5 separate regions of the Mus musculus genome follow, and regions 2, 3, 4 and 5 are each linked to region 1. Evidence: chromatin contacts called from public HiChIP or PLAC-seq data. All regions are on one chromosome and are shown on one strand. The core of a region is the stretch at or near the end of the contact, and the rest is flanking DNA. Distances in the headings are between cores, read along the strand shown. Region 1 has its middle 53 kb from the start of 4930401O12Rik. Region 2 holds the start of Foxf2 (forkhead box F2). Region 3 holds the start of Foxq1 (forkhead box Q1). Region 4 has its middle 27 kb from the start of Foxq1. Region 5 has its middle 52 kb from the start of Foxq1.

Region 1 (4,804 bases), core at 753-3,252:
CAGAACTACAAAGCCAGAAAGCGTTGAGATCAGGGTCCCTACCCACATTCTGTACTCCTAGCAGCGACCAACCTACCAGCAGCTTCTATAGCCAGCGCTGCCATGGGAGAACAAGGCTTGTGTGATTCTGTTTGATAAAAATGTGCAGATGAAGGGGGTTGAGGTTGGAGTGTCTTCAGATGTCCGGTCAGTCCCCAGCTGTGGTTGACGTATTATAGTGTGGGAGCTACTGAAGCGTGCAGCCAGCAGGAAAACAGCTGTCAGAAGGGTGGTCACAGGGAGGACTGGAAAAAGCAGGACAAGCAAGTGGGTTATTCCAGAAACTCCAGGAGACCAGGGAGGCATGTCACATCTTAGAAGGTGTTGACAGGAATGGAAAGACCAGACAGAGCACAATACTCCAAAGCTCTAAAAATTTAGAAGCCAAGCAAGAGCCAGTACAGAAAGCCATCTTAATCCTTGATGAGTTGAAGAAGTGATGTTAAGAATAGGAGGAGCAAGGGCTGGCTCATGGCTCTTGCCACCTGTGTCTGGAGGGTGAGCAGTGACCCAGGGGTGGATACTCAGCAGAATGCTGCTCAGGGAATACTGTGAGGAAGGACTTGGGGTACAGACCATAGACAAGTCCAGAGAGAGAGAGAGAGAGAGAGAGAGAGAGAGAGAGAGAGAGAGAGAGAGAGAGAGAGAGAGAGCTGGTACCTGTTGCTGAATATAACCATTCAGAGATGAATGGCTGAAGAAAGAATATTAAGAATATTAGGCTCTGATGGAAGTTGATGCTGGGACCTCTTAGCACTGGCTTGCTTTCTATACTTGACTTTGAGAATTACTTCCAAAACAAAGCTTTGAAACGGTCACTGTCTTTTAGTGGGCACTCAGCCACACTTACTCATTGTATGGAGTCTTTAAGGCAAATCCTATCTCAGAGGAAGAGAGAGAGCCTGGAACACACCTCCTCTGTGTTCCTTTTGATTCAGGGAATGTTGGCCTTTATCAGTGAGACAGGTGAGTAGCTCTCCCGGGAGTCCCAAGGCTTTCAGTGATGATATTTACCTTCCTGTGTGGTTGGTTCAAAGCTGTTTGGAATGACTTCTTCATACAAGCAGAAGATGTCCCATTGCTTAATTCTAAATTAAAGTCAAAATAACACACACACACACACACACACACACAGAGAGAGAGAGAGAGAGAGAGAGAGAGAGACAGAGAGACAGAGAGAGAGAGACAGAGACAGAGAGAGAGACAGAGAGACAGAGAGACAGAGAGAGAGAAAGAACAGTGAGCTCTGTGACAATCTCTCCCTGCTCAGGATCAAACAAGGTAATGTGACAATGTGACTTGCCTTCCTTTTGAGCTCCTGGCCAAAATAACCCGAGAGTGGAGGCAGCTGATGTTAGTCACGTCTAATTAAAATTGTTCTGTACCATTTGGTTTCTAATGACGGCCGTTGCATATTTCCTACATAGTGGTTGGTCCATTTGCCTCAATCTGTCATCTAGTTTTCTCAATTAGTAGCAGTAATTACAACTCCAAAGTCAATAGCAGTATCAAAGCAAGGTTATGTAAACACCATAAAGTTATTAGGGATGAAAATAACTGCAGTCCTATTGAGATTACTCACAGTAAAAGAAGGGTGTGACATGAATCATTGAAGAGGAGAAGAATGGAGACTTTGAGGCAAAAGGGCAGCTGTATGGGGGCCAGAGGATGAGATGATACAGCAAGACTGCCCATGGGCTCTCAGGCCTTCTGCTTACAGACTACAGATACAAACAAGCCCAAGGGATCATGATGGGAGAATTCTGTACGTTTCTAAGTGATGAGCTGGTGAGCAGAGTTCAGCCTTGTACTCAGTGCTCTATCCTACAGGGGCAGAAAAGGAAATGGGATCCAGGACTGTAAGCAATGACTATAATCAATGATGTTGCTAATGAGTTTATATAAGGAGAGGAAGTAAGATTGTGTTGACCTACTCAACCGTTTACCCTTTCCTTGTGGGTGTTTCCTAATCAAATCAAACGTCAGCCCACACCCTAGGAGGGCAAAGAAAAGGTATTATTGTTGGGCCACTCCCTGTTCTATTTTTTTTTTCCAGAATGGACAGAGAATTTCCTGCTTTGGATTTATAAGTCTCTTTATTCCACAGGAACATTTAAAATGAGCAAAGGGGCCTTAGTTTGAGTTCTAGCTCTATGTCTGTGGCTGTCAGTCTGTCTATTATGTCTATATGCTATGTGTAGGCGCCAGTACTTATGCCTATATGTTAGACACATATCCCTACATATGACTGTCTAGTCACTGAGACAGCTATAACAGAACAATACACAGACACTTGCTTACACCAACAGTTTTGGAGGCTGAATTCCCAACATGGAGATGTTGGCAGGGTCAGGTCCTCGTGGGGTTTCTGTCCTTGGAGTTACATTTGAGCTCCTTTTTAATGAAAACTCATAAGGGCAAGAAGAGAGGGAAGGAAGAATAAGGGAGGAAAATAACATGAGCAAATTCTCTCTGGTATCATAGAAAGATGCTAATCCATCCCACTGGGAAGACTATACTGTCATCTCTTCATCTGTACAAGTTACTCCCAAAGGCCTTGTATCAAAACCTCTTCACATGACATGGAAACTTGGAACACAGTTCTGCCCACACAGATGATTAACAGAAATCCACCTCAATAGTGTAGATTAACATAACAGACTATTAGAACATTTCCTAGACGTTTAGCCTTCTCCAGTACAAAGTGATTGCATTAGTTTCTGGGGGGAAATTCTTATTGTCCATGGGAGCAAGGAAAATGTTTAAACAGGCTTTGAACGGACTATGCTTGAGAGTGGAATAGCACCCCCTTCTCCCAGATGACTTTCTGAAATGTGTTATCATTGTATGTTTGCTTCTGATGGAACTGGAATAAACCTATTTTTCCATCTCATCTAACTAGTATCAATCCTTAGCTCAGTTCATGCTGACTGTGCTCAGCCACCCTGTGAGTGTCCCAGGTGACCTCTGCAGCTATATGAGTGGTTAGCAGTGCCAATGAGGAGCTGGTAAGTTCACCATGAAGGCAGTGATCTTCCTTTTAAAAATTAAAAAAGAGAGTTATTTATTTTTACTTTATGTGTACGCCTTGGTGATATGTCTATGCATACCACCTGTGTGCAGTACTCGTGGAGGCCAGAAGAGGGAATCAAATTCGCTGGACCTGTAGTTACAAACAGTGGCCCTCTACTGTGTGGGTTCTGGGACTCAAACCCTGGAAAAGCAGACAGTTCTTTTAATAGCTAGTCATCTTTCCAGCTTCACTGCTCTTCATTTTGAGAAGTAGAAAAATTTCCACTTCTAGCAATCCAGCTTTCAGAACTGGCTTTATTCGCTTTCTCCTGAAGTTAGCCTCCTAGAGGATGTAGTATTGCAAGTCATCCAGACTCCCTGAAACCCTCATGCTATCCTCAATTGCACAATTTGGCAGGAAGCACCAAACATCTTTAGATCTGTGACCACACAAGCTCAAGTGAATGAGGTAGACCAAGAATCATAAGCCAAATTCACCTTTGCATTGACCTATTCAGTTCCTATGAAACACCATGATCAGAGCATTCACAACAAGAAGAAAACATTGCTGAGTGAAAAACCCACCACCAACACCGACAATAAAAAGCAGTAAGTGCAGCACGTACCATGTTTTCTAATCTTTTTCAGTTTTAGTTTTTAAAATTCGTGATTATCAGTAGTTTTCTATGTATGTATGACAGTCAATGAAAAGAACTCCTGTATTATCTTCAGTACCCAGGAACTGTCAATTCAACAACAAAATCTTTCTCTTTCCTTTAAGCTCTCTGTCTTTGTTAGAACTTCTTGTGAGCCTTTTGCTTTTCCCTTCACCCTTTCACCCACACTCACCACAAAGAGGCAGGCACCCTGGAAGACAGCCAGAGAAGGAAACGTCCATGGGAACTAGGGTAACTTATAGGGATCTTGCTTCAAGTGCATTTGACTCTGAGTCAGGAGAGCTGGGTACAGTCATCCCCTCTGTCACACTTGAAAGAATGGATATTGTTGCATGGTTTGCAAACCATCTGTTATAAAAGAAAATGAAAGTTCTAAAGCAAGAATATGCACTTTGAATCATTCATAAGCAGCACTGTGAGTAAGATTCTCCAAAGAAATAAAAATCTATCAGCACCTGACTGAATAGCACAGCAAAGTCCTATTTAGTTCCCACTGTGCATGTTAGGATAGGTTGCTTTAAGCTATGATAAGAGAGACTCAATATTTCTATAGCCTCCAACACATTTGATGGGGTTCATGAGAAGGCTTGAGCCCTATATGTGGTGGCATCATCAGTATCTGTGCAAGGAGGAAGGAAGGGAGCTGCCCATGGGAAATATCAAAGCAAGAGTCAGAGTGGCAAAAACCATGTTCTTTTGTCTACACTAGTCTGGGTCCAAGCCATTTGTCCCTAATGCACAGAAGACTAAGTAGTTGACTTCAGTCAGACCCAGAGCAGAAGAAGGGAGAAAAAATGGCAGGTTGGGCCACAGGCATTTCATGCCTTTCCTTTCTGATGCTAGAGATATAATGCAAAGCTTCATACATTCCTAGCAAGCTCTTGACCACTGGGCTACACTCATAGTCCTTGTTTTTGTTTGTTTGTTTGCTTGCTTGCTTGGCTTTCTTTTTTAATCCTCCCTTGTGTGCTTTGCATCATAACAATGGACTTTGGGATTGTTTTCCTTTGCCTGAAAGCTCCTAGCCAGAGTGTGATAGCTAGAGGTACGGAAAGGAAGCTGAGAGTCTCAAAGGG
Region 2 (4,804 bases), core at 1,640-4,139, 440 kb after region 1:
GGTGTGGGGGTTGGGGGTGGAGGTGGTGGGGACCGGTATACTAGAACAAAGGCTTCAAGTTTGCATACTTTGCCTTGTCTACTGCAGACTACAAGAGTCATTTCTTACAAATTCAGAGAATCTTAGTAACATGTGATCAATACCTGGATGATAAAAGGACTCGTTTAAAACCTTTTATAACAGAGATTAAAAATACGTAGAAATTAAAAAAAAAAGAAAAACCTTGTAAAAATCTCAGGTACCCCTTAGAAAAGAACTCAGTGGCTCCCAAACTGAGAGCTAATGATGTGGAAGGTTATCAAACCTTGCCTTGGTTGTAAAAGGCTTAGTGCCTTCATTCTCTTCAGACCTAAAACTTTTAAGGCCAGTATTTAAAAGCAAGTACCATGCGGGAGTGAGAGTCGTAGAGTCCCCGGGTGCAGGAAACAGAACAGGTGGAGAGCTGGCTGACCACAATACTGACTTCATACAAGTTTCTCAAACGTGTAGCCTGCCTACAAAACAGCATGCCTCCCCTCCTCCCCACTCTTCTTCCAGAACCAATGTTTTCCCCACTTCCATACACACTCACTTGAAAACACTTTTACCAACACCGAAGTCTGCCCACAAAGCTCCTTTGGGCCATTTCCTATCCTCACCCAAGTTCCACCTCATCTAAGCAATTCTTTTCAGACACGTAGAACTTTGGTTTATTGAGCACATATTTGCTTCCATATTAAGTCTCATAAAAAAAAATTAGACCAGGCAAGATGACAAAGGGAAGGCGGGGATCAGCATGAAATAAATGGGGACTTGTCCCCCAAATGTTCACTAGTCAGTCAAAAAGAAATTCTTAGAAAGTCGAAACATCAACCCCCCCCCCCCCAACCCAAGCAAAACATCCCTTCCGGAAAAGAGCGACTTGTTTCTTTCTTTTTTTTTTTCTTTTTTCTTTTCCTCTCTTGAAAATGAGAGGTCCACTCAGTTCTGCTCAGCGGTGTTTTCTTAGCTGACTCTGGGCTACAATCGGGCCATTTTCGGACACATTCCCATGTAGGTACCAGGGGTGCTCTGGAGGAAGCTGTCGACGCCTGTTCAGCTAATTTAGGTTTTCTTTGTCTAATTACTGTGGAGCTTAGGGAAAAGGAGCCGGGCTCAGGGCAGTAAACTGACACTCGGGCTCTGTGTGTGGTATCCAGGCAGGGTTTGATGGAAAAAGCCTGCTTCCACTCAACTCCAGGTCACTGTCTGGGGCCAGCCCCCTCCCCCCCCCCCTGCACCCGCCCTTTCCTCTGTTCCTCAGACCCACCAACAGTCTCCATCAGGGGCAGTCCCCATGCACTAGGGCACAGAGCTGGTGCAGGCTCCCCCACCCCCAGGAGGCCAGACCCCACTTGCTCAACCAGGCTCTTTGTAGCATCTTTACTGGGCCCTGCACTCTCCTCTCTGCCTTGTCTCCCATCTTCCCAGGCTTTCTGCGTACACAACACAAACCCAGTCCTCTCAGGGCTGGCGCAGTGCTGTGCCTACCATTTGCTACTCTGATGGGCATCTCCTTCCCTCTGGGCCAGGCCACCAGCCCTGGTGTGGTCAGGCCTCCTTCAGCTTGCAACTCGCTTTGCAGCCCCTGTCCGGGGTCAGACTACATTTCCCCGCACGTGTAATCCAATAACTAACTGTCGGGTCTCATTGGAATGATTTCTCCCGAGGGCCATCTCTCTCTGAGCCGACTCTTACTTAGAGGAATAAGCCACAACTGGAGGAGTGTTCTCGAATGGAGGGAGCTGGGCCACGGAACATAGGGAGTGGGGGGGGGGTGCACCGGAAGACAGACGCTGTAAACCCACTGGCAGCTGTGCAGACCTTCCTTGTTGATAATAAATACAACTATCTCCTTACTCAGGGTCTCTCTTGCTCTCTCTCAGCATGAAGTGGAAATGACAAGTCAGTGGAAAATGGAAGCAAATAAAAAACCGAATCCATTCGACTCAAAAGAGTGTCTAAGAGGTGGCCCCAGGTTTCTCCACCCAAACCCCTTGCTCAGCTGACAATCTGTTCATAACTGCCCCGGGCACAGCTCAAGGGCGTCCAGTGTTTGCCCTCTGCTGTGACCTCTCAGAAGCCTGCATGTCCAGCCAGAGAGAGAGAGAGAGAGAGAGAGAGAGAGAGAGAGAGAGAGAGAGAGACCCGGAGTTGGCACGTTACCTTGGGACGTCTGGCACCCTGGCGTGTGGCTGAGGGCAGCACTGCCTAAATGAAGTTGACAGATGGTGTCAGTTCGGGCACTGGGGACCGTGGCTAAGGAAGCTCTTCCAGGGCACAGTCTCCCCAAGACTCAGCCCCCACAGGGTCCGGCGGGGGTGGAGGAGGGGCAGGGTGTGTCCGGGCACGGATCGCTAGGTTGGGGGCACTTCTGGGATAGGATACGGGCTGCTGGAAGGAACAGAGAATGAATTGCTGAAGTTAGGAGTAATCGAGTCTGGCCAAGGTTGGGAGTTCTCCCTGCTGAATGCGGGTGTATCTGCGGCTTTGAAGAGGACAGACTGGGAAAGGGAAAGAGCCCCGAGAGGAATTAGTAGTGCCAGCAGGACCCCGGAGAGTCCGGGAGGCGATAAGAGCAGGAGCCCGCCGCCAGGTCCAGAGGGGGAGGAGTGACGCGAGCCCTGTGCGCCCTCCCCGTGGCGGGCGGCGCGGAGCAAGGAGGGGGCAGGGCGGGGTGGGGTGGAGGGAGGGAGCGAGGGAGGGAGGGAGCGAAGCTGCCGCGGGGAGGGCGCGCCAGGGAGGAAGTCCAAGAGACAGAGAGAAGAGCACTCCTGAAAGAAGACGACGGGCTAGTCCCCGGGGTCCGGGCTGAGGTCTTGGCTCGAGGGCGCAGCTGTCCAGCTCTGGGCAGCGTCGCCTCAGTGGCTTAGGAGACGGTTGCGCAAGGAGCCGGCCGGAGGCTCGGAAGAGGGATGCGCGGGGCGTTGCCTCCGACCCGCCGCCGCCGCCGCCGCCCGAAGCCCCAGAGGAGCTGAGGGAGGCGACGCCGAAGCGCTGGCCCGCAGTGGCCCGGGCTGCAGCGCGGCCGGCGCAGTAGGGCACTCGCCCGATTTGTGGACCGACCCGGCTCCGGCGCCGCCGATCCCGGTCCGGGGTCCGCCCCCCAGGCCCGGCCTCGTTCCCGATTCCCAGATGAGCACCGAGGGCGGGCCTCCGCCACCCCCGCCGCGCCCGCCGCCTGCCCCACTCCGCCGCGCGTGCAGCCCGGCGCCCGGCGCGCTCCAGGCCGCCTTGATGAGCCCGCCACCCGCCGCCACCCTGGAGTCCACTTCGTCGTCGTCATCATCATCCTCTGCCTCCTGTGCCTCGTCCTCTTCTAACTCCGTCAGCGCCTCGGCCGGTGCTTGCAAGAGTGCGGCTAGCAGCGGCGGCGCGGGCGCCGGGAGTGGAGGCACCAAGAAGGCAACCTCGGGGCTGCGGCGGCCGGAGAAGCCTCCTTACTCGTACATCGCGCTCATCGTCATGGCCATCCAGAGCTCGCCCAGCAAGCGCCTGACGCTCAGTGAGATCTACCAGTTCCTACAGGCGCGCTTCCCCTTTTTCCGTGGCGCCTACCAGGGCTGGAAGAACTCCGTGCGCCACAACCTCTCGCTCAACGAGTGCTTCATCAAGCTGCCCAAGGGCCTCGGGAGACCTGGTAAGGGCCACTACTGGACCATCGACCCGGCCAGCGAATTCATGTTTGAGGAGGGTTCGTTCCGCCGCCGGCCGCGCGGCTTCAGGCGGAAGTGCCAGGCTCTCAAACCCATGTACCATCGCGTGGTGAGCGGCTTGGGCTTCGGGGCCTCGCTGCTGCCCCAGGGCTTCGACTTCCAAGCGCCCCCGTCGGCGCCTCTGGGTTGCCACGGTCAAGGCGGTTATGGTGGCCTCGACATGATGCCCGCGGGCTATGATACAGGGGCGGGTGCTCCGGGCCACGCGCATCCACACCACCTCCACCACCACCACGTCCCCCACATGTCGCCCAACCCGGGCTCCACCTATATGGCCAGCTGCCCGGTGCCCGCAGGTCCTGCGGGCGTCGGTGCGGCAGCGGGTGGCGGCGGTGGCGGCGGGGACTATGGGCCGGACAGCAGCAGCAGCCCTGTGCCCTCATCCCCGGCTATGGCAAGCGCCATTGAGTGTCACTCGCCCTACACTAGCCCTGCGGCACATTGGAGCTCGCCTGGCGCTTCACCTTACCTCAAGCAGCCGCCTGCCCTGACGCCAAGCAGTAATCCCGCGGCCTCTGCTGGTCTGCACCCCAGCATGTCTTCCTACTCGTTGGAGCAGAGCTACTTGCACCAGAACGCCCGCGAGGATCTCTCAGGTAATAAAGAGCGCCAAGGCTGGCTGCAAGCGGAGCCTCTGAGAGCCTCTGAGGGCCAGGGCTACTGCACCCTTGGTCCTCAACGCTGGGGTCTTCAGAACTAGAATGCTGGGGGTGGGGTGGGGATTCGGTTCCCTATTCCTAAGTGAGAGAAGGGGATTTGATCTTGTACCCTTCTCTAATGCTCTGGGCCTGTTGGTGGGCCCCAGAATTCCCAAATTGGAGAAGGGTGGTGCCAAGTCCTAAGTCTCTTGGCCTTCATTAGGACACTGTGGACTTTCTCCCAATTAGGTCAGACTCAGCTCTGAAAGAAGGCCTGTGACCTTTGGAGACCTTGGTCGAGGAATTGAGTCTGGATCATTTCGTTTCTTCCTACTCTTTTCAAAGTCCATTTTGCTCGGCTTTAGTTCCTAAAGGAGATGACAGAAAGGGAGCGGTTCTGTATGAAGCAGAGCAAGGGAGGAAGAGTTCTTA
Region 3 (4,804 bases), core at 874-3,373, 370 kb after region 1:
TCTTCTCTTCTTGCTGTTTTCCTTTATCATCCATAGAAGGTGAATGAATTCTCCAGACACAAAACATCAGCTCAAAACAGTCAAATCAACTGCAACCGCATAGAAGAGTTTTATTTGTGATTTTTAACTTAAGACAAACTTTTTTCTCAGCACATGGTATCGATGGGGCAAGAATAGGATATACAGCCAAGAAATAAAGACAAGACTCCATCTTGATGGAGTCTGTATCCTAGTTCCCAGGTTCCTCTTCCCCTTCCCAGATAGCTGGACCCAGCCATTTTCCTCCTGGGGTCTTCCTCTCCGAAGTCGTCGTAGTGGTCCATGGGTAGTATCTTACCTAGCCATTCCAACCTCCCAAAGAACTCTCAAAGTAGAAAGAGTTGCCCCACCCTCACCCCAGCTGAGAATTCTCCATCCTCCTCTCCTCCCCCATCACAAGCTCCAAACCCAACAGTCAGCTTAATAGGGACGAGGAATAGGCATTTCCTCGCCTAACCAAGATCAAGGTAAGGAGAGTATCTGCTGCAGCTAGTGAGAGGTGGTGACGGATGAAGTGCGGGACTGGCAGTGAGGTGGACTGGCAGTGAGTGGATTAGCAGCCACTGGTGTTCCTAGGCCTGGAATCTCCCTATTGCCTATTGCCTATTGAGTCTTAACCCTCCTAAATGTATCTCCTCCATAAAACAGGCACGCTGAGTTCAAATAAGGACAACCTTCATTAACAATGTCTTTTATCCCTGGCCAAATCAATGCTTTGTCACCTTGCACTGGGCTAATTCTCATCCCAACGCACTCCCCTGGCCAGGACCTAGGGACCATCCATTTGCGGGCAGGAGCTAAGAGGAACCCCTTGAAAGAGGCTGTTTTTCGAGGCTGGAGGAACGCACCACGTGGTAAACAGTTACTCCCTGCATACTACAAAACATCAGATTCCTGCTGGCTGTCAAGATGCCCACTGCATTCTGAGCGCCTTTACGGCTTCTTGACTTAAGAGAAGAGAAGCTTGTGTATGCTTTCCACACAAATGGTGGAAAGTAATAAAATAAACTTCAAACATGCTCTCCCACATAGTCGCAGCCTCAACATTATTCGCAACAAAAGCAGGAAGAAGGAGGAAGCTGGCGTGGTAGGCATAGGGTCAAAAGTGCACCCTTCCTAGTGCAAGGCCCCTTTCCTTGGAGAACTGACACAGAGTTGTCAGGGAGTCGGAGGAGTTGCAGAAGAGGCCTCCTTTCCTGTTTGACACCCGTGCCACTAAAGCCAAGGCAAGTTCTAGAGCACAGTTGCAGACAAATAGCGATAAACACGCCTTGCCTTTGCCTCATGCCCCAAGGAACACACATCCTCCCGTGATTCTTGTTGATTGCTAGACCCGGGCACTGCATGGCTGTGGGCAAAGCCCACGTCACAAGACTTCGGAAGGGACTCAAGGCAGGCAGAGCCGGGCACCTCTCTTGCAAAGCGGCCTCCCGGTAAAAGTATGGGGCGTTGCCTCCTTCCCCCCAGAGCCTCCAGCCAGGTATGACAAAATAAAAGTGAAAGTCGGAAGCCGGCTAAGAAACAAGAGGCACGATCAACCAAAAAGAATCATAGAATTTCAAGCTCGTGGTTTTTACTTGTTACAAGGGGTAAAGTTGGCCATAGAGAGGAAGTAAGAGGAAGGGCACGAAAGAGGTCAATGCAAAGGCTGTTCCACGGGGTGTCTGCAGTTCAGCGATTCAATTATCACCAGGGATTTCCTTTCCTAAGAATATTGGCTCTCCTTGCCAAAAAAATCCGCAGGCTGCACGCAGCGCGCAGCTCAGGACGGCGGCCAGACCTATGCAACCAGTCCCTCGGCCTAAGCCCTTTTAGGTGTCTCTCTGGAGCGTCCAAAAAGTGTCAGCTCTACCAGGTATAGGAGAGCAATCGTCTTGGTGAGTCCGGGGGGCGCAGAAACCCACTCGGTGGCCGCGGGAAGCCAGAAGCTCCTACCTGCGCAGCGGGGCGGGCGGGGCAGCCGCACAGGCGCGCACACTCGCGCGCACACCCTAGCCGTGCGCTCGCTCCCCATTGGCGAGACCGAAAGGGCGGGGCCGGCCAGACCCAAAACAAACAACCTGCGCCCGCGGAGACTCTGTGGCCGCGCCGCCGCGTGGCCTCGGCCTGATGAACGCCTTGGGGGGAGCCGCGGCCACCTCGGCCACCTAGTTCCCCCACCCCCTGGCCGTGGGCGCCCAGGCCCCGCCCGCGCGGAGCCGCCGCAGGGTTATATTGGGCCGGACCGAAGGTGGAGGCGAGATTCTGCTGCGGCCGGCCAGCGCGGACATGCTGCCCGGGAAGCCGGGGGTGGCAAGGCGGCTGCGGGTGCGGCGGCCTCGAAGACTCCTTTCTATGGGCTCTCGAGGCTGAAGACGTCCTATCCTCAAAAGTAGCGGGTGCGCCAGCAGACGTCAGGTCGGTGCCTGAGACCTAGACATCCAGCGAAGGAACACTTTTGGACGCCCAGACCGATAGCATAAGCGCCGGCTCGGTCCTCCCAGCACGAAATCCTAAGGCTGGTGTGTCCTGGCCCCCGCTTCGCAGGGTGGCCCCTCATTCCTCGCTTGTCTTCCGCTCAAAGTCTCTAAACCTCGGAGTAAGGACAGCACTGCACCAACTTCTATCACTCCACTCCTCACTTCACCCAACAATCAAAACCCCTCCCAAAAAAAATCCCAGCGGAGGAGAACCTTTCGGAAAAGCGTCTCTCTCGGAAAGACGCAGGAGCGGTCCCTCCCAGGAGAAGACAGACTCAGCGGGCCACGGGATCGCCACTCCGGGCGCCACTCGCTTCCTACGACCTCGCAGGAAAGGGGTAACTGTGCCGGACTGGAAGCACCAGCGCCGGCATGAAATTGGAGGTGTTCGTCCCACGCGCAGCCCACGGGGACAAAATGGGCAGCGATCTGGAGGGGGCCGGCAGCAGCGACGTGCCATCTCCACTGTCCGCGGCTGGTGACGACTCCTTAGGCTCAGACGGGGACTGTGCAGCCAACAGCCCGGCGGCGGGCAGCGGCGCCGGGGATCTGGAAGGTGGCGGCGGCGAGAGGAATTCGAGTGGCGGGCCGAGCGCCCAAGACGGTCCGGAGGCAACTGATGACAGCAGAACGCAGGCCTCCGCGGCAGGGCCGTGCGCGGGCGGCGTGGGCGGCGGCGAGGGCGCGCGCAGCAAGCCGTACACGCGGCGGCCCAAGCCCCCATACTCCTACATCGCTCTCATCGCCATGGCCATCCGCGACTCCGCGGGCGGACGCCTGACACTGGCCGAGATCAACGAGTACCTCATGGGCAAGTTCCCCTTTTTCCGGGGCAGCTACACGGGCTGGCGCAACTCCGTGCGCCACAACCTCTCGCTCAACGACTGTTTCGTCAAGGTGCTGCGCGACCCCTCGCGGCCCTGGGGCAAGGACAACTACTGGATGCTCAACCCCAACAGCGAATACACCTTCGCCGACGGGGTCTTCCGCCGCCGCCGCAAGCGCCTCAGCCACCGGACCACAGTCTCCGCGTCCGGGCTGCGGCCGGAGGAAGCCCCACCCGGACCTGCCGGGACCCCGCAGCCCGCGCCCGCCGCCCGCTCCTCCCCGATCGCGCGCTCGCCGGCTCGCCAGGAGGAGCGCTCCAGCCCTGCGAGCAAGTTCTCCAGCTCCTTCGCCATCGACAGCATTCTCAGCAAGCCTTTTCGCAGCCGCCGCGACGGCGACTCGGCTCTGGGGGTGCAGCTACCCTGGGGCGCCGCTCCCTGCCCGCCGCTGCGCGCCTATCCCGCGCTCCTTCCCGCGGCGCCCGGTGGCGCTCTGCTACCGCTCTGTGCTTACGGCGCAAGCGAGCCTACGCTGCTGGCGTCGCGCGGGACCGAGGTGCAGCCCGCGGCGCCCCTTCTGCTGGCGCCCCTCTCCACCGCGGCTCCAGCCAAGCCATTCCGAGGTCCGGAGACCGCCGGCGCGGCGCACCTGTACTGCCCCCTACGGCTGCCCACGGCCCTGCAGGCGGCAGCGGCCTGCGGTCCCGGTCCGCACCTGTCCTACCCGGTGGAGACTCTGCTAGCTTGACAGGAGCTCTGTGCTCAGCAGAAGGGGTGCTGAGCAGGGTGGAGTTGGGGGCGCCTTTTGTTGAGGAGGTTGGAATGTGGGCTCTAGGGCTGTGCACTTTCCACTTTCCGGAGGAATAGAGTTTTTCTTTTTTTCAACTCTCCATCAAATGTGCCTTAAAGTTAAGCATTTTGACCCAAGTGTTTTAACTTAGTCCAGAATAGTTTCCTTTGTCTTTTGTAACTTTACAGAGGATCAAAGCCGTTCTTTTCCATTTCTTGGCCAGGCCTGTACTCTCCCGCATAGAGGCTTTCCTTTCCCTCCTATTTGCGTCACGCCTTCCACTGATTTACCTTCCCCACCCATAAAAAAGAAAAAGAAAAATACATCAGGGAACCACTCCATGGGGTAAATGATGACTACTGTTTGGGGTTTTGAGACCCCGCTGTGTAAATGTGTGTCTTTCACAGGAGTGACTGCTGCGTGTAAGAGAGCTGTCAATCAAACTTATGGTCATTTTCTTTGCTAACAACCAATGCTTCACTGTGCCAAAAAAAAAAAAAAAGAGGGAAATGTTGTTGGGTTTTTGTAATTAAATTATTTATATATTTTTGAAACCTGAATTGAAATGTTGCAGGCAACGGCTACAGCTTTATTAGTGGTTACCTAACTGTGGTCTTCTTGGGCCAAGCAATTTCTTTAAAGGAAAAGTTAGCATTATGTTTGTGGGGTGCCAGGGCCGCCACCACGAG
Region 4 (4,804 bases), core at 1,305-3,804, 340 kb after region 1:
CTCCTAAAAATGCAGAAGCCATATCTATGAGGTTTCATCAACATTACTCTGTGAAACATTTTGATGGCATTTATATGGAAATTTTCTCCTGGAAGTCACTAAAGCCCTGATGAACAACAGCCACTCAGATCTTTTGGTCTCCAACTTGACTTGGTCCTCCAGCCACTCAATATTGGAAAAGTGTGACCAACCTTGGTATCTGTAGTCTTTTTCGTGAGTTTGATGTGTAGTCTGCACACATGGTTGATTCTATCACCGGAATGTACCTGCAAGCAGTGATCATACCTAAGAAGCAACTAAAAATAACTTGTTTTCTCTCTACTCAATGGAAACTATTTTAAGAACTAAGTTGTATAATCACCAAAACTCTCTTGTGCCAAAAATGTTGGTTTACCAGCAGCAAGGGAGGGACTCATATTCTGGCACTAGAAGTGACCTGAAACTATCAACACCCAACAACCTCCTTACATAGGAGGGGCCCCAAGATAGAAGGAGTTTGTAACAAGAGTCAGAACTGGACCTCAGGGCTCTGCTTTCTATTCTGAGTTACTGAGTTACCATAGTCAAAGATGAAATGCAACCAAACCACTTTAAAATTAAAACTGTAAAGGTTTACACTTAGCCATCAAATACCCTCCAGGTACTTGCAATGTAAAAATGCATATAGCAATTATCAACATTTAGGAAGAATGGTGTGTGTGTGTGTGTGTGTGTGTGTGTGTCTGTGTCTGTGTCTGTGTCTGTGTCTGTGTGTCTGTGTGTCTGTGTGTGTCCTTTCAAATTAAACACATCTCATGCACTGTGGCCTTAATAGCTTATCTTGCCCTTGCTCGAACATCTCAGATGACAGATGAACTCTTCCCACCTATGAACCTACTGTATTGCCTGTCCCACAGGCTTACTTCACCCTCACTCAAAGCTGTCTTTTGTGGTACTTCCTAATGTATTTTGATAAACTGAAGCTTTCCAAAGGACCCGTGGGTGCCTCTGTGGTTCTAAGTGACAGAACTAATATTGAACTCTAACCCTCCTATTTGAGCCCAAGCTCTGGATCACCAGGATTGATTAGCATCAAGCCTAGACTTCATAGAATAACCCAGAAAACCCACCGCAGGGCTTCTGTTCATAACTTCTGTATTTGGCCATAAGTCTTGAAAACTTCCTTTAAATGCTTCAAAACAAAATTCGTAAGTCCCCTTCCGTGAAAGGTAAGACCCTCTGCTTCATGTTCCTACACACCGGTTCACATCTTCTGGAACCATCTACACGATCCCAGTATAATCATAACCCAAAGGAGATGCTATTGTCCAGGCTCAGAGCTGGCCTGCCTCTCATCCCCCTGTATCTGGTTAGAAATGACAGTGTGTCCTTTCCCCACCTGCCAGGCCACTCCTTCTTGGATGTTCCAATCTCACACTGATTACACACTTCACGGAAGCTATACACATTTATGCCCACAGTATCTTCAAGGATTCATGGATGATTCTCCCTTCTTGATTCCTCACACCAGACTCTGAACATAACAGCCAGCATGCACTAGTCAGACTTGAACAGGACCTCACTCACTCCTGTATCCAGAAACATGAGGCTTATTAACTCTAACAGTAAGAGACTTGTTCTTAATGTGTTAAGAATATTGCTTATTCTTATTGCTTATTATTCTTATTGTGTTAAGAATAATGTGTTATGAATATTGCTTTGGACACATTCACCACCCAGGGAAACCTGCACATCAGCAGACAGGCTAAGGATAGCTCAGTGTGGCTGCAGGAACTTTCTCACCTGTCACCTCTAGAAACAGGCTAACAGGTTGTTCCTTTAAGAATGCCTCTAATGATTTTATGCTTTGGGTCCTAAAGCTGGGACATGAGTCCCTGTGGGGACCTTGCTAAGCTACTTTTGAAAAGACTGGTTCCGTTTGTCCATCCAATCATCTGTCATGGAGCCAAACCTGGAATGTTTGCTCAGAGCATGTGTTATGAACTACTAAACACACATTTGCATACTGTTGAATCTCACCCAGAAGTTGTTTCCCATGAAGGGGGCTCTGGACAAGATGTCTGCAGTACCCTAAAATCCATGTTACTAACTTGCTAGTCTTCATTGAGGTGATATCAGGGAAGGCCACCTTGGGAGGTGATAGTCATGAGAATGGAACCTTACTAGTTGAGCCTTATAATAGGGACTCTAGTGAGCTCTCATGCCTTCTTTCCATTCTGTGAAAAGAAGAAGGCAGCCTGTATATTGGGGAGCAAGCCCTCACTGTACTGGACATAGACCACACTGTAACGAGCCTTAGGGTTCTGGGCAATACAACTCTCTTGTTAATAGGCCACTGGGTATGGTGTTTAGTTGGAGTAGCCCACACCAAAGCAGCAAAGACATCTGACTTGTGCCTCTTACAGCTCACCTGGGGAAAGAAGTCTATTCATAGTTAGTTAAATGAATTAAGCAGATGAATGAGGAGATACGCGGTGGAGTGACACAGAGATATGCAAACAAGGACAGTAACCTTAAGAGCAGTTGCCCAACTCATGTTTAAGATAAACAAAGGACTGTTGACTGCGAACCCTGGGAAATATTCTGTACAAAAATCCGATACTCTGCTCTTATCTGTTTTCCCCTCCTGCTGTCTGGAATGTGGACAAGTTGACTGTAGCTCAAGCATCCAATCTGGATTGGGATATATGGGAAGTAGACCAGAAAGCAGGAGCCTAGGTCTTTCCGGCTTAGAGGCACAACCATAGTCAGTCTGGGTTGTTTCCTTTCACCTTGTTGGGGGGGAGGGGGGGGACAAATGTTTTGGGTTGGGCCCATTGTTAATTTGGGCTTCTAGCTACTACCAGGAAGGATTGTTACTAATCTTGTTGCTGCCTGATATCAGTAACACTGTGGACTACTGCTTTTTCCCTAAATTAAATATTTGTCATCTGCCGAGTCATGCTGATTAGTGGGACAACAGAGGCTACTCCGCAGTCTGGGGCATTCCTGTCCTCCACACCACATTTCGCCCTGGGTGGGGGGTGACCACAATAGAAGGCAGGACATTTTGCAGCTGAATAAGCAAACGGTCCAATCCGTCTCGTTTCTGTTCTGGTTTCTCAGGGCCTATTTCTGGCTTTTGTTCTGCACCATTAAATACTAATGAAAACTCCATCAATCTTCTGGCCCACACAGAACCCAGAACTCTACCAGCCAGGGCATCTGTCTCTTTGCTGAAGCAATAGAAACAGTCACAACGACACACTCTCCCCGCTAATGACAAGGCACATTTTTTTTTCAAATGACTGACTGCATTTAGTAGGGTTTCCTCCCCCACACAATTCCTGCTATTTCTAACACAGATCAGAAGATCAGGGTATTCTGGGAGGACACAGAGCCCTCTTTGGCCACAACTCAGATCACTTGAAGCTGACTCTCGGAAACTCTGTGAATCTCGGTCGCCAGTGCCTTCTGCTTCCTGAATGCTGGAAGCAAAAATTTTGTAAAACATTGTTGTTCTAAGCAAACTACCTTAAGTTCCAGAACACCTACACTCTTAAAGGAAGGAAGCCACAAAAGGCCCTGCTCTCAGGTCCCCAGACAATAGCCACAGAACTTTTCTCAGGATTTTATGTAACACAGTTAATCTGTACTTAAAATCTAAATTCTTACTGTGTATTACATTGTAAGTGTTTAAATGTAAATTTATGAGTCACAGTAATCACTGTGGATATAGTCATTACTTGCTCCTAAGGGCCCTTTTCACTCATTGTAACACAAAATATGGCAGTAAGTGGGTAACATGAAATCACACTGAAGTAGTCCAGACTGAACATGAATGCTTGCTGAGATTCATGCAAAAATTCTAAGTCTCTATCAGATTTTGTTTTTTTTTTTCTAGATGTTAAAGCAGGACAGTATTTTAGCAGAAGGAGACAAATTTCTATATGGTCCTTCCAACTACTGGCTGTTCTCACAGCAGAAATGGGCATAGAATGCTCACATCTGTGCCACTCAAGCAACAGAGTGAGATGCCACTTGTAGGATGCTCAGAACAAGCCACAATAGTTTTGCTGCAGAGCCAATGCTGGATTCTAAGTCTGCACTGAGCATCTACAGTGTGTGACTCGGGAGTAGGGAAGCACTGCGTTGCCAGTTAGCCATATGTTCTAGATACTGAGAAGAAGGCTGTACCCCGACCTCACATCTAGATTAAATAATAAATAGGCTTTCAGAATCAAACAAGCACTTAATAATAAAAATACATCTCTGTTCCATACCACGTGCTGAACATACACATAAACCATCCATGGGTGGAGGTATTAGGATCTTTAGTATACAGATACAAGCACAGACGTGGTGATTGATAAAGCAGAAAGCTCAGGAAAAATCCAGAGCCGCAAGGCTAGCAGGAAGAACCAGCCCACAGACCACTGTGGAACTCTCCAGTCCAGACAGCCCAGCAGGGGCCTACAGCACTAGTGACAGAGGTGCTTTGACACTCCATACAATCAAGTGTCAGACAGCGGTGTTAATTATAAACAGCCCCAGGAAAGAGGAGAAATTGCAAGGCATTTAACAGAAATAATGAAGAGGCAAATTTTGGGAAACCTAAAACAAACAGGCAAGGAGAACTTCTCCAAGTGGGTTCATTTCTGCCTTTGAATTCTAGCTTTTAGGATCCTCTGAGCATTAAACAAGGCTTCCTCGTCTGCTAAAGACAAAAGGTGGCTGACAATGGTCTTGTGAATGTACACAGTGCTTTATAAGCAGAAGTTTCCCGTGTTTATCAGGTTCTAAAGTGACCTGCCTGCTGAAAAGG
Region 5 (4,804 bases), core at 1,162-3,661, 320 kb after region 1:
CCTTTAATCCCAGCACTCGGGAGGCAGAGGCAGGCGGATTTCTGAGTTCGAGGCCAGCCTGGTCTACAAAGTGAGCTCCAGGACAGCCAGGGCTATACAGAGAAACCCTGTCTCGAAAAACCAAAAAACCCAAAAAAAAAAAAAAAAAAAAGAATTGTAAACACAGAGCAAGCCGATCCAGAAGCTGGAGACCGCTGTGCTGTGCGCTGGTAAGCACCTTCTAAGTTCAAAGCATTGTCTTCGCTCAGCAACACAGTCCAGTGTGGTTTCTGTGGCTTCGTCACATACCCGAGAGCCATGGTCACTGCCACTGCCTGCACAGACAGAGAATCAGTACAGGGTATACTGATTGCCCCTGGTGCTTGTACCTCTGTGAAGCTGAGAAACCATGATCCCAGGCCAGGTGGGGGAGGGGGGAGCTTTATTCACAGACCAGGAAATCAATTCCCCTGGGTCAGGTGGAAGCAGGCAATAAATAGCAAGGCTAGGAAAGTGTGGTATCTTAAATGAGAAAAACAACAACAAAACCAAAAGACAAAAAAATAAAATAAAATAAAAAATAAAATAAAATAAAATAAAATAAAAACAGTGGCCCAGAGGCCAAATCAGAGCACTGGACTTGGGGGTTCAAACCTCAAACTCTGTGTTATATGTAGCCCTGTGAGTGGGCCTCCTCATCTGAAAGAATGGCAAATTGAACCCCACCCCCACCCCAGCCCTGCACTGTAACTTCATACCCTTTCCTTTAAAGAGAACTTTCTTGTCCGGCGTATAGTTTAATTGCCTAGCATGTTCGAAAGCCAGGATACAGACCCAACCACTGGAAAACAAAATCCAGAAGCGTCTCAGACGCTTGCGAATCTGATCGTTCTCTCCACTCCATAAGTAATAGCTGCTCTGGTTTCCAGCGTACGTATCTCCTGGTATAGGTCCTCTCCCTCAGAATGCAGAGCTCTGCCCTGCACAGTTCCTAAACTCTGTGCGCACTGGCTAGATTAGTGAGCACTGACACTAAGATGCAGAGCTGACCGACTTGATGCTCCGTAGGAATGGCCGCTCTGTTGCCTAAGGAGCTTCACCAACCTCCAATCTCCAGGAGCTTTGTCACTTGGTCACTTATCTCTGTCTCATAGAGCAGGAAACCGAGGGACAAATTAGCTCAAGGAAGGTCAGGCTGCAAAATATGGAGCAAAGCCAGATTCTCGCCATGAACACCGATGCTTTGCTGCCTCCTCAAATGCCAGAAAAGTTAGCAGGTGATGACGGTAAGAACAGAATCAGTACTCCACATCAAAGGGCCCAACCACACTCAAGGCTCCCCCAAACCCCAGATCAAAACCACTGAAGAGAAGAAAAATGCCTCTGTCCCACGCATGCGCAGTCTTTCTCAGCCTGCACTCCAATGCAATTCAGGTTAAGTGTTGTTCCCTTGCTTTTCACCGATACGGAGATGAGTGACAAGCAAGACGGGAAGTAAAGTGTGTGAGTTTCCCAAACTATGTCATTTTCTAGAAGGTTTGGTGTCCACGGGAATCCTAGAACCACTTCCCCTCCCTACACAAAGACACAGAGAGTGTCCTTAAGACCTGAGCAGATTCCACCAGAGTTCCCAGTAGCTCAGCCTACCAAGGCTCAAATGCTGTGAACAAGGAGAAAGTTCAAAAAGTATAGGTACCGGGGCTCCCTGAATTCCATCCACTTCCTTCTGTGTTCCGTGCCTCCGGGATGCACAGATCTGTCCTTCTGTGTAGGAGGCAACAGCCAGGACTCCATTTTGAAAATAAGTCTGTATGGTGAAGTTTGTTACATCCAAACACAGTTCAGTTACTTATCTGGAAGAGCTGAAGCCCAGTGTCAGCAGAAGACTTTATGATTCTTGCTGTAGAGCATCACACACGACTGTAGAGTAATACTATGATGGAGGCATCAATATCAACTCCTTTATAACATGCCAGAGAAATGAAGGCTCAGAGAGGTCAAGAAGCTTGAACAGGTGAGGTCACACAGCCAAGTGGAAGAGCTAGGGTGTGAATCCAAGAGTCCACCCCGGAGCTGGCATGCCATGCTCACCTCTGCTTTTTCTATGCCTGGCCTGGAATCAGAGACAATAGAATAGATGGCAGTAGCCACGGAACCCAGGCACCTTGTTCTGAGCCTCTGTGTATAAAGTAGCAGAGAACTCTTGGCTCTGTACCAGAAAGGTGAGCTGAGGGTGAGAGGGAGTTGTTTGTGTAGATTCAGCGTTAGGACAGCTTTAGCCAGGCCTCCAGCTGACACATAGGTGAAGAAGGTCAAAACAATAACAAACATCCTTGGTCTGAGATCACAGGAATTGCTTAATTACACACTGCATTGTGTTATTACAGTGTTCGGTCTGGTCTCCTGTTCACCAGCTCCCGCTGCCTCCCTGGGTGTGGCCTGCAGAAACTTGCGGTTTGCCAAAGGGTTTCCATGTACAATCAGGTTCTCTGGCCTCAACAGTGGGCTGACCTGGCAGAGAACTGCCACAAAAGCCATGGCCAGTGATCTAGAGCTGGACATAGGAGCCCAGGTTGGAATGCAGAGGGGACTTGGGCAACTCTCACATCATTCCCTGCCCAAATGCCACTCTCTTTTATTTTCTTTCTAAACAAAAATCATCACTTTTTGCGTTGCTTGGTTGCTCAACAAGGAAAGAGGAACTGTTTCTCTTCCTTATCGTTTGCTGTTTACATAGTGCACAGAGGCAGCGTCTGGATAGAATCTGTGGGAAGTCCCGTGCTGAACTGGAAATTCTGGCTTCTTAAGTAATCTGTTGGTGAAATTTTGAGGATGAATAGATCATCTTTTCATTGGCTGTCAGTAGAATGTTCACGATTGATGAGGTGTGGGGTTTTGTTCTCAACCCTCTGTTAAAGAAGTGAGGTTATGATAATTTTTCTTTCTTTCTTTTTTTTCTGACACTGGACATTGAGGCCAGTGCTTTCTCAATACTGAGCTCTCTCCATCCTTAATTTGTACTCCCAGGCAGATGTCTTGGTTAGAAAATAACGTACTAATAGAAAACTAAATACAACAAAAATACAGCTGGGCGGTGGTGGTGCACGCCTTTAATCCCAGCACTTGGGAGGCAGAGGCAGGTGGATTTCTGAGTTTGAGGCCAGCCTGGTCTACAAAGTGAGTTCCAGGACAACCAGGGCTATGCAGAGAAACCCAGCCTCGAAAAACAAAAAAAAAAAAAAAAAAAAAAAAAAAAAAAAAAAAAAAAAAAAAAAAAAGAAAGAAAGAAAGAAAAGAAAACTAAATACAAGGACTTTAAACAAATAAGACACCAGTGGAGTTTGGTGACTCCTGGCAAAGATGTCACTTGAGTTAGTCGGAAGGAAAGGAGGCATGTGGCCTTAAGTATAAACTTGGTCCCTGTACTGGCTCTACTGGCTAGTTTTGTGTCAACTTGACACAGGCTGGAATTATCACAGAGAAAGGAGCTTCAGCTGGGGAGATGCCTCCATGAGATCCAGCTGTAAGGCATTTTCTCAATTAGTGATCAAAGGGGAAGATCCCCTTGTGGGTGGTGCCATCTCTGGGCTGCTAGTCTTGGGTTCTATAAGAGAGCAGACTGAGCAAGCCAGGGGAAGCAAGACAGTAAAGAACATCCGCCCATGGCCTCTGCATCAGCTCCTGCTTTCTGACTTTCTTTGGTGGTAACAGCAGTGTGGAAATGTATGCTGAATAAACCCTTCCCTCCTCAACTGCTTCTTGGTCATGATGTTTGTGCAGGAATAGAAACCCTGACTGAGACAGTCCCCTTTTAGTCTTCTTGTCTCTTTTTAGACAGTGTCTCACTCTGAAGCCTAGGCAGGCCTCCTACTCAGTGATTCTCCAGCCTCAGCCTCCTAAGTGAGCCTCTGCGCTCAAGTTGGTACTGAACTTTTAAACACATGTTTTCTTGAATGTTCACCAATGGCAGAAAGAAGACAATCTTTTAATAGTTGCTTGCATTGGAGGATGAGACATCAAGGAGGGACAGAAAGACATTGTCACTGAAATAATGGAAAGGTCTTCAGATGAGAATCATGTTGCAGATACGCCATCACATTCCACTACTAAAGATTCATCCAGTGGCTGCATGTGTAATGGAGGGTACTGAAATGGCCTAACTTTTAAAGGAAGCTTTGAAATCTGTTTGCTCCGTATTGTGTGTGCTTCATTTAAAGTGCTATTTTTCTTCTTTTAATTAAAATTTTCTTCATAAATATATTCTGATTACAGTTTCCCTCCCTCGACTCCTCCCAGATCCTCCCCACTCATTTGACTCCACTTCCTTTCCTTTAGAAAACAAACAACAACGAAATCTTCAGTTGGTACCTGCTTGCAAAGTAAAGTGCCCACTTTTTAAATAGTAAACCTACAATTTCTTAGAGATAGGATGCTATGAAGAATAACCACACACACACACACACACACAAACACACGTGCATGCACAAGCCCAAAACAACAGAGTGTCGCCTAGGAGTGGGTAGGCCCTGCTAGGTTTCCATTTCTCCCACCAACTCCAAGTACAGCTTTCCCATAGAGCTATCCAGACTCAGGCTTTCCCACCTGCAGAATAGGCAGAACCTCTTGTCCCCATGGCTGTTCAGAGTGAGAACTCTGTTGTCCATTGTATTTTTGTCTCCGGCGGTTTGCTTTCAGCTGGCCCCCAGTGTGATGGTTGAGAGTATCTAATGGTTGAGAGTATCTGATGGTTGAGAGTATCTGATGTGGGTACACATGTCACCCTGCTCCTTTAGCTTCATTTTGGATAGCCTCAGCCAACAGGTCA

The links. HiChIP or PLAC-seq counts read pairs in DNA pulled down with a chosen protein or histone mark.
Region 2: a FOXA1 HiChIP or PLAC-seq map of pancreatic cancer cells shows a contact between it and region 1. The contact joins the promoter of Foxf2 here to the enhancer-like site in region 1. A contact is called at or near these places in 1 of 39 promoter capture datasets (hippocampal neurons), 3 of 15 datasets of contacts at CTCF or cohesin (the NIH/3T3 cell line and large pre-B cells), 8 of 484 Hi-C or Micro-C datasets (the AML12 cell line, the Patski cell line, embryonic fibroblasts and 5 more), 12 of 115 datasets of contacts at active chromatin or transcription factors (bone marrow-derived macrophages, craniofacial prominence, embryonic forebrain and 9 more) and 3 of 9 other capture datasets (adipose tissue, embryonic stem cells and liver).
Region 3: an HNF4G HiChIP or PLAC-seq map of pancreatic cancer cells shows a contact between it and region 1. The contact joins the promoter of Foxq1 here to the enhancer-like site in region 1. A contact is called at or near these places in 3 of 39 promoter capture datasets (embryonic stem cells, hippocampal neurons and liver), 3 of 484 Hi-C or Micro-C datasets (bone marrow-derived macrophages, embryonic stem cells and rod photoreceptor), 10 of 115 datasets of contacts at active chromatin or transcription factors (craniofacial prominence, embryonic forebrain, embryonic hindbrain and 6 more) and 5 of 9 other capture datasets (adipose tissue, embryonic stem cells, liver and 2 more).
Region 4: a contact with region 1 is called in a FOXA1 HiChIP or PLAC-seq map of pancreatic cancer cells. The contact joins two enhancer-like sites. A contact is called at or near these places in 1 of 15 datasets of contacts at CTCF or cohesin (the NIH/3T3 cell line) and 2 of 115 datasets of contacts at active chromatin or transcription factors (hepatocytes and pancreatic cancer cells).
Region 5: a FOXA1 HiChIP or PLAC-seq map of pancreatic cancer cells shows a contact between it and region 1. The contact joins two enhancer-like sites. A contact is called at or near these places in 1 of 15 datasets of contacts at CTCF or cohesin (the NIH/3T3 cell line), 1 of 484 Hi-C or Micro-C datasets (liver) and 1 of 115 datasets of contacts at active chromatin or transcription factors (pancreatic cancer cells).

What each region holds. Positions count from the first base shown.
Region 1 is chr13:31,185,384-31,190,187 of GRCm38.p6, forward strand. No RefSeq gene overlaps it. Among named protein-coding and RNA genes, the nearest start is that of 4930401O12Rik, 53 kb to the right of the region's middle. Within about 2 kb of position 2,003, at least 20 of the 459 cell types and tissues checked have an H3K27ac peak or open chromatin away from gene starts, as enhancers often do. A contact at or near this core is called in pancreatic cancer cells, where this site is marked.
Region 2 is chr13:31,622,927-31,627,730 of GRCm38.p6, forward strand. Foxf2 (forkhead box F2) reads left to right here and starts at 2,890. Exons shown (of 2, transcript NM_010225.2): 1 at 2,890-4,330. The coding sequence starts at 3,154.
Region 3 is chr13:31,556,047-31,560,850 of GRCm38.p6, forward strand. Foxq1 (forkhead box Q1) reads left to right here and starts at 2,124. Exons shown (of 1, transcript NM_008239.4): 1 at 2,124-4,804. The coding sequence starts at 2,871. The coding sequence ends at 4,073.
Region 4 is chr13:31,528,792-31,533,595 of GRCm38.p6, forward strand. No RefSeq gene overlaps it. Among named protein-coding and RNA genes, the nearest start is that of Foxq1, 27 kb to the right of the region's middle. Within about 2 kb of position 2,555, at least 30 of the 459 cell types and tissues checked have an H3K27ac peak or open chromatin away from gene starts, as enhancers often do. A contact at or near this core is called in pancreatic cancer cells, where this site is marked.
Region 5 is chr13:31,504,245-31,509,048 of GRCm38.p6, forward strand. No RefSeq gene overlaps it. Among named protein-coding and RNA genes, the nearest start is that of Foxq1, 52 kb to the right of the region's middle. Within about 2 kb of position 2,412, at least 45 of the 459 cell types and tissues checked have an H3K27ac peak or open chromatin away from gene starts, as enhancers often do. A contact at or near this core is called in pancreatic cancer cells, where this site is marked.